Regions from separate parts of the Oryctolagus cuniculus genome. Here region 1 is linked to region 2. A link is a contact called in public Micro-C data. All regions are on one chromosome and are shown on one strand. Each heading gives the region's core, a stretch centred on a gene start, on an enhancer-like site or on the middle of the called end of the contact. The rest is flanking DNA. Distances are from core to core; before and after follow the strand shown. Region 1 overlaps RAB8B (RAB8B, member RAS oncogene family). Region 2 holds the start of RAB8B (RAB8B, member RAS oncogene family).

Region 1 (5,869 bases), core at 766-3,265, 52 kb before region 2:
CAGCTCTGCCTGGCAGTGAGGGAGCAGCTTTTTTTTTTTTTTTTTAATTTTAGAACTACACAATCTCAAAAAACATAGCATCTTAAGAAAATTACACTGATGGGGCTGGTACTGTGGCACAGTAGGTTAATCCTCTGCCTGCGATGCCAGCATCCCACATGCGTGCCGGTTCTAGTCCCAGCTACTCCTCTTCCCATGCAGCTCTCTGCTGTGGCCTGGGAAAGCAGAAGAAGATGGTCCAAGTCCTTGGGCCCCTGCACCCTTGTGGGAGACCCAGAGGAAGCTCCTGGCTCCTGGCTTTGGATTGGTGCAGCTCTGGCTGTTGCGGCCATTTGGGGAGTGAAGCAGCAGACAGAAGACCTTTCTCTCTCTCTAGCTGTCTGTTAACTCCTACCTCTCAAATAAATAAATAAAAATCTTAAAAAAAAAAAAAAAGAAAGAAAATTACACTGAGATCTGAAAAGCTCTCCTCATCTCAAGAGCCTTTCAGACAGTGTCGTTTTGGGCAGCAAACAGTACAGTAACTCATGCTCAAGATGACGACCCTGAGTCATCCTGACACAGGAGCGCTCTGTGGCCCACCAGGCTGCACGCGGCCTTCCTTCCTGCGGCAACCTGACTGCCAAGTTCAGAATCTCAGCGCTGCTCTCAAGGTGCTCAAATGTGTCCCAATATTAATTTTTTGACAGCATGAAGGCAGTTCCAGTTTCCTCATGAATAGCTATACCTGATTAGTAAAATAGGAAATCTGAATTTTAAGAAAACATTCCCAAGGGACTCAGAGCTGGTCTCATTTTGATTTGAAACACACACACACTCTCTAATGGATTATTTTCCCAAATTGAATCTTACTCTAAATGGTTACTCAGACTTGATATACTCGACATTATATGGTGGCAGAGAAGCATCTGTGAAACAAAGTCATAGAATAGAATATAGACCTATTATACCTGGGAGATGGTTTAGCCCAATCCTCCCTTAGTGGCTAAGAAAACTGCCCAGAGAAAAGCAGCAATTTACTCAGATTCACAAAGACTAATATAAAAAGGACTTAAAAATCAAATTTTGGCATTTACAGATAAGCCCCTCCCACCACTGAAATGTCCACCGACAGTGCACCTGAGGGGAGAGGGAGGAAATATTCTGGGACAGTGAACGGGAGGCACAGGTATCATCACAGATGAATCTAATGCTAAGTGAGAAGAACAACTTGCAGAAATATACAAACTAGTTCTTAACACTATAAAAAAAAAAGCCAAAATCAATATACACCATTTATATATACTTCCATGTATAACGAAAGTATAAAACATGCACACATGATTATCAACAAATTAAGGGTAGCTGTTACCACTGGAGAAAAATCAAAGAGGTTCTCACAAGGAGTTTGGATTCTAACAATAATTTATTATTTCTAAAACTGAGTGGTAAGTATGTGTACACGTGAGAGTTTTTTATGTTTGCGATTTTCCAAAGCTTTTAAAAAACCTAGAATTAGTTATCTGGAAAACTGACATATGGAGACAGACATTTATTAATGATGGTCAAAAACTCAAACCAAATTTTAGCAATGAAAAGCATCTTAGAAGATTTAGTTAGAAAAGCAAGCACTCCCACCCTGTCCAATACAACAGCGCCCTTGGCGGGGCACTATGTTGGGCGTGGCCCAAACTCCAGCAGGAGGAACAAAGAAGTTCTGATTTTCCATTCAATGAGAGAAGGAGGAGGACAGCTGCCTCCTCCCCCTGGGCTGGGAGGGTGGAAGGCTCTGCCCTGCATCTCTGAGCAGGCAAAGTTGTGTTTCAGCCTGACTCCCAGAGCACAAGGGCTGGCGGCTACCCGGCAGTGAGGGCTGCAAAGTGAGCACTTATCCACAGCACTGCTTATCAGATACTTCTCGGACACCACTGGGAGCTGGAGGAAGCTGGAGGGAAAAAGGACTTGCCAGCAGGAAGGACGGAAGGAAACTGGACTTGGCCCACGTCTACAGTTAACAGCAGTTTGGAATGAGCAGTACTGGATCACTTTCATTCCGCAAACTGGGTATCATTTAACACAGAGAAGGAAGACTGACAACAATCTTTCACACTACCATCACATGAGTCAGTCGAGAGATTTCATAACATAACCTTTTCTGTGTCAAGAGAATGGAGAGGTTGTCCCTGGGTCTGGGAATAGGTGAAAGGGTGCCACGGCTGGAGTGTGGGAAAGAGTTACTTTTCTGGCCTTGGCAACCCCCCAGGGCCAGCCAGTTCTCCTGACCCTAAGTGTAAGCTGTGACTTGATGCATTTTGCTCTGTGGTTGTGGCAGCTTAGAACATCCACAGCTCTCCCTTCTCTCCTGGTTACTCTATTGAGTCACTTGGAGAAGTCTGTAGCCTGGCCCAGGAAATGCAGAGGTCGGGAAACAGCAGGGACCTCCAACTGAGGTTTTCTATACCTGGTTCCCACTGAAGTTCTTCTAAAAGTTCTATTTGCCTGAAGTTAGGATAACCATGAAAAAAAAAAAAATCAGTTTCCTGGGTCATTCAGCCTTTCAATAAAGGACAGTAACGCAAAATGTTAGGGCTGGGTTTCCTCATACTGCTGCAAGTTTTCTATGTGGATTATCTATACTCTGAAACTTAACATTGCATTTTTACAATTAAAAAGGGGGAAAATGTTCTTTGTTTCAAAAGTACATCTGGAAACATCTGTGACCCTAGGCTATCTGGGTATGGGTTATGTGGTTTGTCTATTTACATTTCAGAGATCTTCCAGAAAAAAAAAATGGAAAAAAGTTTCACAAATATTGAATTCCTAACTTGAGATTATTTTTAACAATGAAGACACAGCCTAGATGGATTCTGCCAGTTTTTAAGCTTGCTTTGACAACCACATTTTGCTTATGCTTTTTGAATAGACATATAAATTATAAACATGGAGATTAATGAAATTTTAGAGTAGCTGACTTTATGATAATTAGTTGAAATCTCTAATTAAAAAATGTATTACTGAAACAGGAAAACATGAGTCACACACTGAAGCTTTAAAATGTTTCTTTTTCCAGGGACAGGAGTTGTGGCACAGTAAATAAAGCCACGGCTGGGGACACCTACATCCCAAATCTAAGTGCCAGGTCATGTCCTGGCTACGCCACTTCCAATTTAGCTTCCTGGACAGCAGTGGATGACAGTCTGAGTCCCTGCCATCCACGTGGTAGATCCAGATAGAGTTCTTGGCTCCTGGCTTTGGCCTGACTCAGCCCTGACTGTTGCAGGCATTTAGGGAGCCAACCAGCAGACAAAAGATCAAAATATTGCTCTCTTTCCCTCTCTCTCTCTCCCTGTCTCTCCCTTTCTGTCTCTCTGCCTTTCAAGTAAATAAAAATAAATTAAGTAAACAAACATGTGAAATAGAAAAAAATGATTCATAGACTGAACTTTTAAACTATTTCTTTTTCCAGGGTCAGGGAATTTTGTGCATAGGTTAAGCCACTTCTTGGGACACTTGCATCCCATTCTGAAGTGCCTGATTTGAGTCCCGGCTACTCCATTTCAGATCCAGCTTCCACTAATGCACATGGGAGGCAGCAGATGATGGCTCAAGTACCTAGGCCTCTGCTACCCATGTAGAAGACACGGATGGAGCTCCTGGCTCCTACCCATGTAGGAGACATGGATGGAGTAGGCCTGGCCCCCTTCCAGCTATTGCAGGCATTTGAGAAGTGAACCAGTAGATGGAAGATCTCTCTCTTTCTCTGTCAACCTACCTTTTAAATAAATAAATCCTTAGAAATACATACATATATATTTGTTTCTCCAAAATGAAGGTTTGAAGACAAATGTACAGAAGTAGAAATAAAATTAAGAATGTTACTTATATTGAAAGAGAGGATTTCAAGGCCTTGTTTTTTTGTAAATAACATTATAGAAGTTATAAAACTATTTACACCAAGTGTCAATTTTTTTTTTAAGATTTATTTATTTATTTGAAAGGCAGAGAGTTACAGAGAGTCAGAGGCAGAGAGAGAAAGAGAGAGAAGTCTTTCATCCGCTGGTTCACTCTCCAAATGGCCACAATGGTCAGAACTGCGCTGATGTGAAGCCAGGAGCCAGGAGCTTCATCTGGGTTTCCCAACTGGGTGTGGGAGCCCAAGGATTTGGGCCATCTTCTACTGCTTTCCCAGGGCATAGCAGAGAGCTGGATTGAAAATGGAGCAGCCAGGACTCCAACTAGTGCCCATATGGGATGCCAGCACTGCAGGCAGTGGCTTTATCCGGCCCCCCAAGTATCAATCTTGCTGCATACATAAGGGGTCTTCAAAGACTTCATGGAAGGAGTCAGCATTTAGCCTAAAGATTAAGATGTCCACATTCCACAATGGATCCCACAATTTCTGGTTCCCACTCTGGACTCTAACTTCCTGCAGGTGTGGACCTTGGGAGTCAGCAGCAATAGTTCAAGTGGGGTTCCGGAAACCCACATGTGAGACTTGGATTGAGTTCCTGGTTCCAGGCGTTGGTCCTGCCCCCGCCCTGGCCATTGTGGGGACTTAGGGAGTAAATTAGCAGGTGACAGCTCTTTTTCAAATACAAAATGTATCTTCTAATTCCATTTTCCCACAAAGTTTTTGAAGTGCCTTTGTATTTAGAATGGCTTATTTGTTGGTTTATATTAAAACTTAGTCTACTTTCTTCTTTGAAAATTCAAAAGTTTACAGTTTAGAATAAAAAAAAAAAACACATTAAAGTGAGTTTAGAAGACATTTTAACAGACATGAAATGATCACTAGCTGTGATCCAGCACAGGAAAAAGGGGGATGTTTCTAAGGAAGATTAATAAGTGGTCTGCCAACATAACTTGCCCTTTTCAACATCTGAGAGGTGGGCGTTGTGATGCAGCAGGTTGAGCCACCACCTGGAACACAATCATCCCATACTGAAGTGCCAGTTCTAGTCCCAGCTGTTTTGCTTCCAATGCAGCTTCCTGCTAATGCATCCTGAGAGGCAGCAGATGATGATCCAAGTGCTTGGGCCCCTGCCGCCTACGCAGGAGACCCAGAAGGAGTTCCTGACTCTTGGCTTCTGCCTGGCCAGCCCTGGCTGTTGTAGGCACTTGGGCGAATGAACTGTGGATGGAGGTCTCTTTTTCTGTCTCTCTCTGTTGTTCTTTCACATATATGAATATAATAAACATTTTTTAAAACAAAATAGTTCATGGAAAGTAGAATTAAAAGATATCTTTATTAAATAAAGAAGAAACTCAATTCACTAAATTTCAGATTTCTTCAGTTCTTCTGGTCTATGAATAGGAAGTGGTAAATTAAAGCCCATTTATAGTATAAATCAACAGTGACACACACACACTACCACTTCCTGCTAAAAAAGCTGCATGGCTTTACACTGTTTTAGAATTTCCTACTTGTTACTGAATTAAATTCAATTCTTGGCATTCCTTGTACAACAGTTGCACCCACAGAATCTAATCACACCAACAAAAAATAAACTCATTCTAGAAATTAGGACAGGTTGACTAATTTTTCTTTGAGCCACAAACATGCATGACAGATATAAAAACAGTATAGGTGATAGGAGTTTTAAGTAATGTTTATATTTGAGAGTCTGAAACAGCTTTAATCTGTAAGGTTAAAACATAAAAATCTGATTAATATTTTAATCTTTGGGATTTTGTCTTTGGGAAGTAGAAGGTAAGATAATCACTATATAACAAATGTGATACTAAAATATAACTGGGTACTGAATCACAAGTCAAAGGTTTCAGAACCCTGGAACTAACTCAAGAAGGACAGAAATAGCTACAACAACTCAGATAAAGTACGCAGGAACACCAAGGAAGCACTCAGAATTTTAAATCTGATGAAGGAGCC
Region 2 (6,366 bases), core at 2,814-5,313:
AATCAAAGTGGGACCATCTTGACTTTCCCTACATATAGATATACGGGCAAAATCTAATTCTTCCCTGGGAAAACCGAAGATTCGGATTTACAGAGACGACCAGACTGATCAGAAATAGCAGTAGTATAATTGTGGAAGTGACACACACTTGGCCTTGGGGATCTGCTGCAGGCTCTGCTATAACTAGTGGTGTGACTTTTTAAAATTAATTAATTTTTAATTGACACACAGTAACTGTACATATGTATGGGGTACAGTGTGACATTTCAATACATGTACACAACTGACCAGGGTAACTAACCCAGGAGGTGATTTTTGAGGGTCAACTCAACTTTCATTGTTCTTATCTGTAATACTGAGGAGGAGCATAAAGTAGATAATTTCTAAAACTCTTTCTGCTGTCAAACTATGACTCTACTAAATAATGAAACCACTCAGGAAATATCTAACAGGAAGAAGGGGGCAGGGGAGAGAGCAGAGAAGCAGCTTAGATTAACCTGTTAGAAGAAGACGCGGCTATGCTACTATGCTATCTCTTTTTGCTCCACCAGCACTTTGTTTGGTTTAGGGCCATTTCAAATTGTATCAGTACTGAAACGCACTCACATCCCATCAGAAATATAATATATAGCTAACTGCAAAGCTTTTCCTAGTTGACTTACTATATTATTTTATAATGGCTTTTTTGAGTCAATCAAAAAGTTTTCAATTTTCAAACATATTAATTGAAAGGCTAGTTGGTGCCAGGCAGAGTCTGTAATTTCAAATGGGTAAAACATCCATTCCCCATAGCTAACAAGGATTATCTATCTAATATCCTGGAAGATCCCCAAGAAGTCGGATGAAAGAAAATCTACCTTCCACCACCCTTGTGAGCAGGAAGGAAATGAGGGAGCTATTTCAGAGAAAAGAGCAAGATCTCAGAGAAATGAGAAGAAAGTGTGAGACAAGTGTATTTGGAGTCAAATGACTAATTGTCTCTTTCCTTTCATGCTGACAGAACGCCTATCAAAACAGTTGTCTAAAGATGGCAGATTCCCATGTTAAAAACGATTTAAACATTGCAAAGCACAATTAAGCTTAAAACGTATCTTCATGGCAAGACACAGACACACACCTCTATCTAGCACAACGCACACTCCAAGCCTAGGTGTAAAGAACCAGACCTTTGCTATGACCGAGGGGATGCTTCCTGTGACGTGGACGAGCTCATTAAGTGTGGTCAGCTGCACTAGGGTGGGCCTTGTCCAGCCTGCTGAGAACAGCACAGGAGCTGGGGAGGGAGTGGCCCGCCCACTGTGTCCTCTGCAGTGTAGTCACCTGTGGATGGGGTGAGACTTGGGCAAATGGATATGGCTGCTAGAGATGGGACTATGTCCATGTCTGTGTTTGCAGTCAAGCGGACACTTTGCTGAAATGGTCTCACCACTCACCTGACCAACTTCAGTTCAACTACAAAGCGTTACGGTTTAGGAGCATAAATTCTGCTATTTGAAGACAGCAGCGTGCCACCACTTCCTGTTGGGGCTCTGGGACTAAATAAGAGGCATGGGCTTTTCCCCTCCTCCACATCAAACGAAGACGTGGCCCATGGCCTCTTCTTACCATCTCCACCACGCAGAAAATACAAAGACCCACAGCTCCCAGGAGATGCACCCCAATGAACGCCTACCTCCTCTTCTAAACTGTCAGAGGACACTGGGTTTCAGGCTTGAACAGCCTCAATCTTCCAAAGAACCTCGTTTCCATCACAAAAAAAAAAAAAAAAAAATCTCATGAAAAGTAATTTCTTAAAGCTACTCTTTTGAAATGAAGAAGATACCCTTACAGGAAATGTGGGACAAAAATGAAGGGGAAAAAAAGAGAAAACTGACCAAACTACTCGAAGCAACCAAAACTTATCCCAGGAGCTCGGCAGGGACAGCATCCGAGAGATCTGCTCACTCTCCAGGCGGGAGGACGCCTCTGGGAGGGTCACACACAGGAAGCGCGGAAGGCCACCCACTCGCGTGATAAAGCTCACGGTCTGCACTGCAGAGTGCGCTCATCAGTGGGATGGAGTTTCGTGGGGGTTTTGGAAGGAGTGCCCGTGTCCAACGTTAACGCCGTCAGTTGCTGTATCAGCTCCCACCAGATCTCTTAGGAAAACACTTGAGAGATGACATTTAGAATCTGCTTCCTCAGAAAAGAAAAAGTCCCACTCAAGACTGACTGCCAAGAACTTGCAAACTCAAACTTCCCCACGCCCAGACATCACAACACCAAGGAGGTTTCAGGCTGTTCAATCCGTACGAAAGAGGCCGGAGTCAAGCAGCAAACCGTAGGTTCTCTCGGTCTTGAACTGAAGAGGGCTCCATACTCAGGTACTTTTTTTTTTTTTTTTAAGGCAATTATCCTCACAAACACAAGTACATAAACACACTTATTACCAAAGTACAAGCTTTCCATTATTTCCCAATCCAGAAACTCATGCAGAGAAATATTTTAAGAACCATTTAAGAGATGTCTAAATTAGCTACTTCTAGAGGCCAGAAACATCTCCCAGACGGCCCAAAACCGATTCTTAAAGTACTTAATCTACTGTAGCCATTTAACTACAGAAGTGAGGTTAAGGACGCTTGTACAGCCGGGTAAAACCAACTTCGCTCCGCTTTTCAGTTTCTGATAAGTTAGAGATCTTTTTACCCGAACCCATTTCTTCCAGTAAAAAGGGAGGAAAAAATTAGTGTTGCATCAGTTGGAAGTAATTGGGGTACCGGTATATTGCAGGTTGTGATTGATTTAACAAGTCATCATTAGAACCGAAACAAAATATACAGAGTGGCAACAGAAAGCAAGATCAATTCCTTGGTTCAGAAGTTGTTAAGCATTCAAGTTCCCAATTAAAAAAAAAAAAAATCCAGCCGCGTTGCTTCTCAGGAGACAAGAAGGGGCGAGCCCTATTTTCCTGACCACATCACTCCCCGAAGTCAGCAATCCCCTTAACGCCCGTGCACACTGGGAACAACTCAATGCTCCACAGATAGCATTCCATCAGTAGTCACTTTCTGCTTTCTCCTGCACTGGACCCAAAGCAGCAGAGACGACGGTAAGCCGGAGCACCCAGTAAGACCGCGAAGTCCCGCACCCCTCTCACTGCCCACCTTGTCCGCCTCGCCTGCCCGCTGCTGCGTTCCCTTTCCACCCGCACCCCGCCCGCCTTTACTTTTCCAACCAGGTAGCCTCATCCCCCCTTCCTCCCCGCAACTCTTCTCCTGCCTGCAGTTCTCCTCGGCCTCCCCCCGCCCCCCAATCTCTGCCCGCACCTCTGCAGCCACCCCCCCGCGCGCGCCCTCCCCTCCGGATCATTCATTCCCCTCAGCCCCCTTCTCCCCGCCGGGTCCTCACCTCCGTCCCTTGTGTCCTCTGCCCGCCCCTCTCGTTCCCCCAACCCTTCCATTTCCCCTTCACATTTCCTTTCTCTTTCCTGCCCTCTAATCCATTCGCACATCCACGAGCCCCTTCTCGCTCTCCGCGGGATCCCCGTGTCCCCTCCTCACTCTGTCCCGCTGGGACCCTCCCTGTCAGCCCCCGCGCGCCCCCGTCGCCCCAGTCCTCCCAGTCCTGGCTCCTCGGGTTCGCCTTCCCCTGCCCTGGCCCCCAAGTTCCCCCTTCACGCCCAGGGCGCACGTCCCCCGCGCGCCCCTCTCCCTCACGCTGTCGCCCTCTCGCACGGCTCCCGCCGCCCCGCGGTCTCCGCTCCGGGGGCTCCCAAGCCCCTCGGTCGTCCCTCCGGCCCCTTCGTACCCACCCTCCAGGTCTCACCCCCGTCCCGGGCCGCAGCCCCTCCCTCACCGATGGTGGAGATGAAGGTGGTGTTGAAGGCGTCCTCGGAGAAGCGGAACAGGAGGCAGGTCTTGCCCACCCCCGAGTCGCCGATGAGCAGCAGCTTGAACAGATAATCGTACGTCTTCGCCATCTTCTCGCTCCGGCCCTCTGACCGGGGAGCTCGAGGAGGCGGCGGGGAGAAGCGAGGAGGGGGCCGCGGGAGAGGGGGCGTGCCCGCCGCGCCGCCACTCGCCCCGCCCCGTGCCCCGCCCCGCCCCTCGGAGAAGGCCTGCGCTCCCCGCCCCGCGTAGCCAATCCGCGAACGCTTCGTCATCACCGCCCGCGCCCCAGGGGCTTCATGGGATTTGTAGTCTCTCTGGCGGGGCGCTCGGGCGTGCCCAGCGCGGACAGTCCAAGCGACCCCAGCAGATAAAAGATGTCTGGGTGGGGTGACCGGGTGGAGTAGGCGGTGCCGCTGGAGCTGGGAAGGGAGGCTCCGTTTCGAACTCTGCTCTCGTCGCGCCGCCGGAATGGAACTCCGTTGTTTCTTTGTGTGCGGAATCTGTCTCGCAGTTCCCACATCTCTTCCGCCGGGACCCTGAGTGGAGATGCTCGTTTTCCTCGGGGCTGCCAGGACGCAGCCTGCGATTCTGGGCCGGGTGTGTTATTCGTCTGCTCCCCCGGCTCGCATCCGCAGCAATGCCCTTGCGCCCCCTCCGCAGCCCCTCGGCCCCGGAGCTGGGCGGGAGAGACCCCCGTGCTCACCGGAACCTTCCTCTGGCCCCTTTCTCCACGTCTCAGGCCAGAGCCAAAGTCTACTCCTCCCGGAGAGCATGGGCCACGCAGGCCGCTCCCTGCGCCCTGCAAATCCGAGAAGGCTCGTGCCACACATCTGCGCCCTGCAAAATTTCGGGCCTCGTGTCCTGAGAATTTAGAGGATAAGACTTTGTTTCCGTCTGGGCTCCGTCTCCTAGCTGCTGTGACAAGGCACGCGGGCTGCACGGCGGCAAGGTGTATTGAAAACATGCTACTTTGGAGGTGTGCAGAGAACATTAAATGAGATCCTGAAAAAAAGTGAAAGCACTTTGTTCCGTTCATCCCCCATCACTCATTGGTGACAAATGACGAGGGAATACTGTTATATGCGACTCAACTCTTTATTGCACATCGTCTGACTCATTCCTCCGTTTTATGAATCCACTACTGAGTCCTCTTTAATTCGCTCGTGGTAGAAACCCCTCCTGGAAAGGGGAGTTTACTGGTGCAGGTAATGTGGAAGAGAGAAGCTAGGGAGGCCCGGCCTGGGAGCTGCATCCTGGAGGGGCTTCCTCACTCTCCTCCCACCTTAGTTTTAATTTCTAAAAGGGGTGTGGGCGCTGTTGGTAGGGGGTTAAAGCTGGGGCCTGCAGCACCTGCATCCCATATGCGCACAGGTTTGAGTCCTGGCTGCTCCACTTCTAATCCAGCTCCCCGCTGATGCGCCTGGGAAAGCAGTGGAAGATGGCCCAGGTCCTTGGGCCCCTGCACCCACGTGGGAGACCTGGAAGAAGCTGCTGGCTCCTGGCTTTGGATAGGTCCAGCTCCGGCCATTGTGGCCATTTGGGGAGTGAACCTGCTGATGGAAGACCTCTTTCTCTACCCCTCTCTGTAACTCTGTCTTTCAAATAAATAAAAAATAAATATTTTGTTTAAAATGTCTAAAACGGCAAATTCAACAGGTAAAACCCACATGACAGTAGCTCCTTGGAATCCACAAAGATATTTAAGAGAATAAAGGGGTCTTGAGATCAACAATGATAAATATTTGAGAAACACTGGCCCAGACACCTACCCTTCAGGGGTGGGGAATTTCCAGCCCCCACCTGTAAGGCGCATGAGAAATGAAATCACGTGGTCTGGCTCTGCCAAGGCAACAGCAAGCGAGACTCAAAATGCAACAAATCTATAATAGCGGGCTGATTTTTAAGTTGGTGATTTTATATGGCCTGTGAATGAGGTTATAAATATCCAAATGGCCCTGGGCAGGAGAAAGGTTCCCCAGTCCTGCAGGGAAACACCTTCTGGAAGGCTAGCAGTATTAAGGGAGCCAGTGGACTCAGTGGAATAAGAGGAAGACACAGAATGGTTAGCTGAAGAAGACAGCAGCTTCTAAGATGCATCTTGAGTGCGTGCACAATGCCACTGATACTCCAAGCTCAGTCCTATTGTGGCAGAGACTTAGCTGGTCCTGGAATTGGCCTTCACCTTCTATGTGGACAGAAGGTAAATACATCGTAGTTACTGATCCTACAGTGTCCAGAGGGCTACCGCTGCTGCTGCAGCCTACCTGATGGGAACAAGGACCTTGGAGGTCAAAGTCACAGTGTCTGCCCCGCTAATAAGGAATCTCACGGGCTGGGCCTCTTTGCCCAAGCCAGCCCTTGGACAAGTCTTTGGCTTCATCCAGGCTCTGAATAAGTGGACAGCCCAGTTCTACACCTTCATCTTCATTGCTAGGAAAAAAAGGGGGGGGAATATAGCTCCAAAAACTAGTGGAATCATCTGTCTTTTGAAGAATGT

The links. Hi-C and Micro-C count contacts between places; a contact is called where the count stands out from the background.
Region 1: a contact with region 2 is called in a Micro-C map of ear pinna, with 1.6 times the contacts expected there. The contact joins the enhancer-like site here to the promoter of RAB8B in region 2. A contact is called at or near these places in 2 of 6 Hi-C or Micro-C datasets (ear pinna and an unstated tissue).

The regions. Positions count from the first base shown.
Region 1 is chr12:86,274,722-86,280,590 of mOryCun1.1, reverse strand. The region is part of intron 1 of RAB8B (RAB8B, member RAS oncogene family); the gene reads right to left. Among named protein-coding and RNA genes, the nearest start is that of APH1B, 41 kb to the left of the region's middle. Within about 2 kb of position 2,015, at least 2 of the 8 cell types and tissues checked have an H3K27ac peak or open chromatin away from gene starts, as enhancers often do. A contact at or near this core is called in ear pinna, where this site is marked.
Region 2 is chr12:86,223,977-86,230,342 of mOryCun1.1, reverse strand. RAB8B (RAB8B, member RAS oncogene family) reads right to left here and starts at 4,063. Exons shown (of 8, transcript XM_002718184.5): 1 at 3,835-4,063. The coding sequence starts at 3,958. LOC108178249 (a long non-coding RNA gene) reads left to right here and starts at 4,112. Exons shown (of 2, transcript XR_001794973.3): 1 at 4,112-4,466; 2 at 4,609-5,594.